2 separate regions of the Zea mays genome follow, and region 2 is linked to region 1. Evidence: chromatin contacts called from public Hi-C data. All regions are on one chromosome and are shown on one strand. The core of a region is the stretch at or near the end of the contact, and the rest is flanking DNA. Distances in the headings are between cores, read along the strand shown.

Evidence for each region. A called contact is a pair of places that touch in the nucleus more often than the background predicts.
Region 2: a contact with region 1 is called in a Hi-C map of tassel, with 2.9 times the contacts expected there. The contact joins the promoter of LOC103626319 here to the promoter of LOC100283382 in region 1. A contact is called at or near these places in 3 of 25 Hi-C or Micro-C datasets (ear, leaf and tassel).

What each region holds. Positions count from the first base shown.
Region 1 is chr5:49,267,957-49,271,207 of Zm-B73-REFERENCE-NAM-5.0, reverse strand. LOC100283382 (peroxidase 39) reads right to left here and starts at 1,445. Exons shown (of 4, transcript NM_001156283.2): 1 at 1,119-1,445; 2 at 804-995; 3 at 542-704. The coding sequence starts at 1,325.
Region 2 is chr5:49,404,239-49,407,489 of Zm-B73-REFERENCE-NAM-5.0, reverse strand. It overlaps LOC103626319 (pentatricopeptide repeat-containing protein), which reads left to right and starts at 1,617. Exons shown (of 2, transcript NM_001364072.1): 1 at 1,617-3,251. The coding sequence starts at 1,660. It overlaps LOC100277243 (a long non-coding RNA gene), which reads right to left and starts at 1,438. Exons shown (of 1, transcript NR_157080.1): 1 at 533-1,438. LOC111589450 (small nucleolar RNA snoR20a) reads right to left here and starts at 460; the gene lies at 377-460. It overlaps LOC111589447 (small nucleolar RNA Z107/R87), which reads right to left and starts at 277; the gene lies at 169-277.

The DNA.
Region 1 (3,251 bases), core at 196-2,695:
AGAATATAACTTATACTTTATAATTTTAGAATATAGCTTATAATTTGGAACGGAGAAGACAGCAGTACTTCTACCTAGCAGGGCCGCTCTGTGCATGTTCAGGTTGTCTGTCCAATCCGGCTATGACAGCGAACTAACTGCTACTAAAACGTTCTAGGCTCCTGCTGTTTGTCCAGTTATTTTCTCAAATCATAAAACAGTTTGTCACGACTCACGAGGCTACCAGTCCTCTAGCACAATCATAGCAGTGGTACTGCTTATGCCAGCCTGACCAAACAAATGATTGACCCAGCGAAAGCGAAAGTAGCAGCACTGGGTGTCGGTGCCGTTGGAATGTTTAATAAACTCGCAAGCGTGGCTTGTAATCATAGGACTAGTCAGACCTGTCACTGCCTAATATCTGTCTAGTTCTTCCTTGGCATGTAAATTAAGCTGATTGATTGACAGGTGAAAAGATAATCTTCTTCTTCTTCTGCTCAGAACGGTGTGGCGTCAACGGATCATGGAGGGGGTCAGGTGTTTGGTTTGGGGAAGTACGTACCTGAGAGCCAGACGAGGTCGGCGAGGTTGAGGCTCTTGTTCTGGAAGGACTGGAGGAGTTGGGTGAAGTTCATGGTGGGCGCGGGGATCTGGTCCAGCGCCTCCTGCTTGATGGACACGGTGCCGTCGCGCCTCCCCGTCGGCACGCTCCAGAACGGACCGCCCTGCATGCATGCGCGTTCGACCGGTTTATATATAGGTTTTGCCGGCTTAGGAAGCGCAGATGCATGGGGTGGGGGGGGGACTCGATCAGGAGCACTGACGATGACGCCGACGGAGTCGCGGGCGGCGAGCGCGACGATGTCGGCGCAGGACACCACGCCGGGGCACTCCTTCTCGAGCAGCGCCTTGATGCGGTCGATGAAGCCGAAGCCGCGCAGCGTCAGGTTGGGCGCCGCGTCCTTCTCCGCCTCGCTGCCGCCCGTCGCGTTGAGCAGCACTGACGCGTCGCAGCCCTGCGTGCAACGGCGGGAGCGCATGGCGCGGTCAGTCATCGTCGGCATCGGCATATCGGGCATTCGTCGCCGCGCACGCAGCTAGCGGCTAGCGCCTTGTTTGCTAACTCCTATAGTACGTACCCTGACGAAGCAGTCGTGGAAGTGGGTGCGGAGCAGGGTGGAGGCGACGTCGGGCGCGTGGGGGATGTGCGCCTTCACGTAGTCCTTGACGATCTTCTCCGCCTGTGGGCAGGAGTAGTCGTAGAACCCCTCCTTGAGCTGCGCCCGCGCGCCGCCGGCGAGGGCGGCGGCCACCAGCAGCGCCGCCAGCACCGTCCTTCTCACCATCGTCGCTCCGATGGACTGCTAGTGCTAGCTGCTGCTGGGTACGTACTACGCCTGCAATGCAAGCTGCTTCTCGGCCGTGTCAGCTAGCTGCGAGTCTCGTCCTGTCGGTCTCGAGCTCTTGCTGTGCCGAGCCGGGTGCTGGGCTATAAATACACAGTGCCTGCCAGCAAGGCACGGTGACGACGTCGACGTGTGCGCTGGCTACTGGCTAGTCCGGTAGTGGGGTTCGGTTGTCGCTAGCTAGCTACCCTGCTTTGCGCAGCGAGTTGGATATCCGAACGACGAGTCGGTAGGGAACTGAGGAGCGGACGACGCGGTCTCCGTCTCTCGGAACGGCCGACGAGTCGGTAGGGAAATGGGGTCTAATCTAACCACCCGCCGACCTGCGTATATGGTCGGTAGAGCGGCTAGCCCAGTTCGATCGTATCGTATGTATGTATGGTACGGTCGATGTACGTACGCAACTGGGCCGCCGGCCACGCACGCTTCTGCTACCTGCATGCAGCGCAAATGGAGCACGACGACGACGCGACGGGAGTAAAGGGCCGGCCTTGCCGGCGGCATGCATGTCAGCGGCAGCGCCAGGGGCGGTGTTCGCTCCATGTGTCATACGTCAAGCGTAGGTGGATGTACGCGTGGACTCTCGTCGACAGTACTGTACGCCAACTTGGTACTCCGGCCCTCGCCCGTCGTCAATCGTCTGGGAAAATAAAAAGAATCAGGCACCGCACGCCATTGGTACGACGTACTACTACTACTACACAACGCCATTTGTAGCTAGGCTTCTTCAGTTGAACGGAAATGGAGCGAAAAGCCGTCTCGGCTTTCCATGTCCATGCTCGCAACGGACCCACGGATTGAGATCGGACAGCAGAATCTCGCGGTGCGCCGGTAGGGTGTACTAGAACAGCGGAGAAGAGGGCATCATGAGGAGGTGGGTTTCTTCAGGCTTTCGAGCTCCTCTTTCCTTCCTATTCGCCCATGAGTCCAAGTAGGGCTGGAAAAAAAGCTCGAGGCTCGCGAGCCGGCTCGGGCTCGATCAGGCTCGGCTCGGCTCGGTGAGGCTCGCGAGCCTAAACGAGTCCGAGCCGAGCCTAATTCCGTGGCTCGCTACACTAACGAGCCGAGCCGAGCCGGCTCGGTGAGGCTCGCGAGCCGGCTCGAGGCTCGGTCCAAACTACTTCTTACTCGTATCTTCGTTGACCAATGTGTAAGTGTGCTGTTTTGGTCACAACTCACAAGGAACTAGAGTGTCGGGATATATTTTTTTTATTATATGGAACATATTATGCTTCAAATTTGAGTTAATGACTATATTTACTGTTGTTGAGTACTTGAGTGTACAGGCTCGCGAGCCGAGCCGAGCCGGCTCGCGAGCCTATATCGAGCCGAGCCGAGCCTCGTTACCGAGCTCGCTAAGTGACCGAGCCGAGCCTGGCTCGGCTCGCTATTCCACCGAGCCTCACCGAGCCGAGCCGAGCCTGGCTCGGCTCGGCTCGTTTCCAGCCCTAAGTCCAAGAAGTGTGCGAGAGGGAGGAAGCGAGGCACCCCCCCACTTCCACATGCGCACAAGGAACAAATTAGAGCCGGCCCTACCAGCCATTCATCACAGCCGTGGCGGCAAACCTGTGGCTGAGCAGTGCTGGAGGGTGGAGCTGGACACGTCTCTGCACGAACTTGTCCCCTGCATCTTCTGGGACCACCACCCGGAGTACTACTGCCGCATCACGCTGCTCACTCCGTTGTTCACTTTGTTTTGTTTTTCTGCTGCTGCTGCTGTCACCACCACCATGAGTCCATGAACTGCAGTTTAATTAGTTGCCAGCAACTGCAATTATATTGGTCTCTCTGCAGCAGCGAGCAGGACGAGTGAGTACAACACACTAGATGCATTGTGCCACATGGCCCGCGGCGGCTTCTCCCTGC
Region 2 (3,251 bases), core at 368-2,867, 140 kb before region 1:
AGGTGCCAACAAGGCTGATGAAACAAAATCTGCCAGCAAGTGCAATTCAATTAATTCTGAAATCAGGAGAGGGAGCTCTTGACACATCATTACAACACAACCCAGAAATTGTACATTAAAGACAAAAAGAATTAAATTGTAAATGGCTGAGGACAACAAGACAAATCGTATGGCTCGGTTCAAATGGATAGTCGGCATACAGATCAATCTCTTCTATAGAGATAGACATGTGATTTGGTCTGTTGAGCTTGAATATTTCCAAGTCGTCACAGCCACATTTATTTATATATATACACAAACATTTAAAAATAATTAATGATTGGGAATGTTAATATCTGAACACCAATTGCGGTAAAGACCCATATGTCACCAAATGGCCTCAGACCGTCCTAGTTCATGATAAATATCAACAGATTAGACAAAATTTTGCCTCGTCTGTAACCATCATGTCATCAAAGGCCAAGATCAACGATAATAGTAAAACAGCTATTTTTTCTACCAACTATTGAAAATAAAATAAAGAAATGTGTCAGAAAAATGTTCTCAGCACCCTTTTTGAAGGAATCAGACAGGGATAACTGTATTTTAATTGTGTTGTCATCATCCACATCTCTAAACAGAGGAAAGAATCAAAAACAAGTTTCAAGAATCTATCAGATCTTCCTATTCAATATGAAAGAACTGTCATGGTACATCACAATCGAACAGATTGGACGCTTTCCCTTTCAAAGTTTCACATCATTTAGATCCTGAAACAAATGGGGGAAAATGTAGAATATTTAACATGTCAATACTATATGCGAGCTTTCCAGGGCCGGATTGGCATAAGAACGCAACCAATAAGGATATGACCGCACATCAAGAGAATAGCATGTTGCGCCCGAGCCATTATACCGTGAGGGAACAAAATCATCCTCCGGAATTGGTAATGGACGCATGCAACAAAATATATTTTTAATAACTACGAAGAACCAACAAGCATAATGATGGTTTGTGAGATGAGTTCAGACAGCCAAGGGTTTGGTCTTCAACTACCACCAACGAAGTAGTAGCATCAGAAACTCTAGTCCAAAACACAGTTGTTCATCATTGCTCAAAATCTCACTATACCATAGCATTATAACAGGAAATAAAGACCACTAGTCTAGTACATATATGAACAGCAAAAAAGGCTAAGACTGTGAATTGGGAGCTCAGACAGCCAAGGGTTTGGTCGTCAAATACTACCTTCGTAGTATCAGAAACTCTAGTCCACAAAGATTGCTCATCACCGCTCCTATCGCAAAAATCAACCATTCCACACATAAAATAAAAGAAACAATCTTGATACACGACGAAGCTTGAATGTTCAAATCAAAAATAGGTGATCCAAGTTAAAAAAAAGAGGCGGCGAGAGTACTCATATGTAGATGCATCGACGCCGTCGGCGGCAGTAGTCGGAACCCTATGTAGGAAGAGGCAGGCGTCAGGTGATTATTTATATCCTCTTGCTCTGCGACAGAAGAAAACCTAGATTTGTATGGGCCTCTTTGCGCTGCTTGGGCTTTTGTGGGCTGTTTGCACTGCTTGGGCTTCGCCAGGTAGAATAGATGGAACCGCAATTTTTGGCCGCGGTGACTCCTCGCCGCCGGCGCGCTGTGCTCCCGTCATCAAAACACGATGCCGCCGCCCCCAGCCGTGCCACACGACGTGGGTGCTGTCCTCCGCCTCCTGGAGTCCCGCGACCTTCCCGCCGCCGCGCGCCTCGCCGCCGGCTCTGCTTCCTCCTCGCCGCTCCCGCTCGCCGCGGTCCTCCTACACCGCCCGCTGCCCCCGCGCCTCGGCTACAGCCTCCACGCCCGCGCAGCGCGTGCGGGCCTCCTCGCGGACCGCTACCTTGCTAACGCGCTGCTCGCGTTCTACGTCCGCCTCCCGGACCACCTGCCTCACGCGCTCAGGGCGTTCGACGACCTGCCCCGCCGCGACGTCGTCGCGCACTCCTCCGTCCTCGCTGCATTCCTCCGTGCGGGTCTCCCGCGCCGCGCGCTCCTCCAGCTCAGGACCATGGCCTCCGGCGGCTACGGCGCTGACGACGACGTCGCCCCCAGCGCGCACGCGCTTTCCGCCTCCGCCAAGGCGTGCGCCGTGCTGCACGACCTCCGCGCGGGAGCCTGCGTGCACGGGACCACCGTTGTGCGAGGGTACGGCGACGATGGCGTCGTGCTGAGCGCGCTCGTGGACATGTACGGCCACTCGGGTGCGCCGGGCGACGCGCGGAAGGCGTTCGAGGAAATGCGCGCACCGGATGGGATATGCTACACGTCGTTGATATCAGCATTCGTGCGGAACGACTGGTTCGACGAGGCCCTGCGGTGGTTTCAGGCTATGCTCAGGACAGATGGGGTTTGGCCGGACGGCTGCACATTTGGCTCTATGATGTCGGCGCTTGGGAACATGAAGAGAGCGAGGCAGGGTAGGGAGGCACACGCGCAGGTTGTGACACGTGGCCTGTGTGGGAACGTCATCGTGGAGAGCAGCACACTTGACATGTATGCCAAGTGTGGTATGATGGTGGATGCACGCAAGGTATTCGACAGGATGAAGGCTCCGAATGCAGTTTCATGGTGTGCCCTGCTTGGGGGGTATTGTCAAACTGGGAAGCATGAGAAGGTTCTCTCGTTGTTTCGACAGATGCATATGCAGGAGCAGGACGATGACTGGTATAGCTTAGGGACTCTTCTGCGATCTTGTGCTGGTCTGTCTGCAGTGAAGCTAGGAAAAGAAATCCACTGCCGTTCTATGAGGATGAGAGGATGCGGAGATGTCATTGTTGAATCCGCACTCGTGGACCTGTACGCAAAATGTGGTGCAGTAGACTATGCCTACAGAGTATTCAAAATGAGCAGTGTCCGCAACATGATTACTTGGAATGCCATGATTTGTGGTTGTGCTCAGAATGGCCATGGTGAGCGAGCCATCAGCCTGTTCAATGAGATGGTTAGAGGAGGGGTCAAGCCAGACTACATCAGTTTCATTGGTGTTCTTTTTGCTTGTAGCCATACTGGGATGGTTGAAGAGGGAAGGAACTACTTCAACTCAATGAGCAAGGACTATGGTATTCCCCCTGGTATTGAACATTACAATTGCATTGTTGACCTCCTCAGTAGAGTGGAGCTTCTAGAAGAGGCTGAAGATCTTGTAAACAAGTCACAATTTAGAGATGATTCATCACTGTGGGCAGCAATACTTGGTGCCTGTGCCACACATACTAA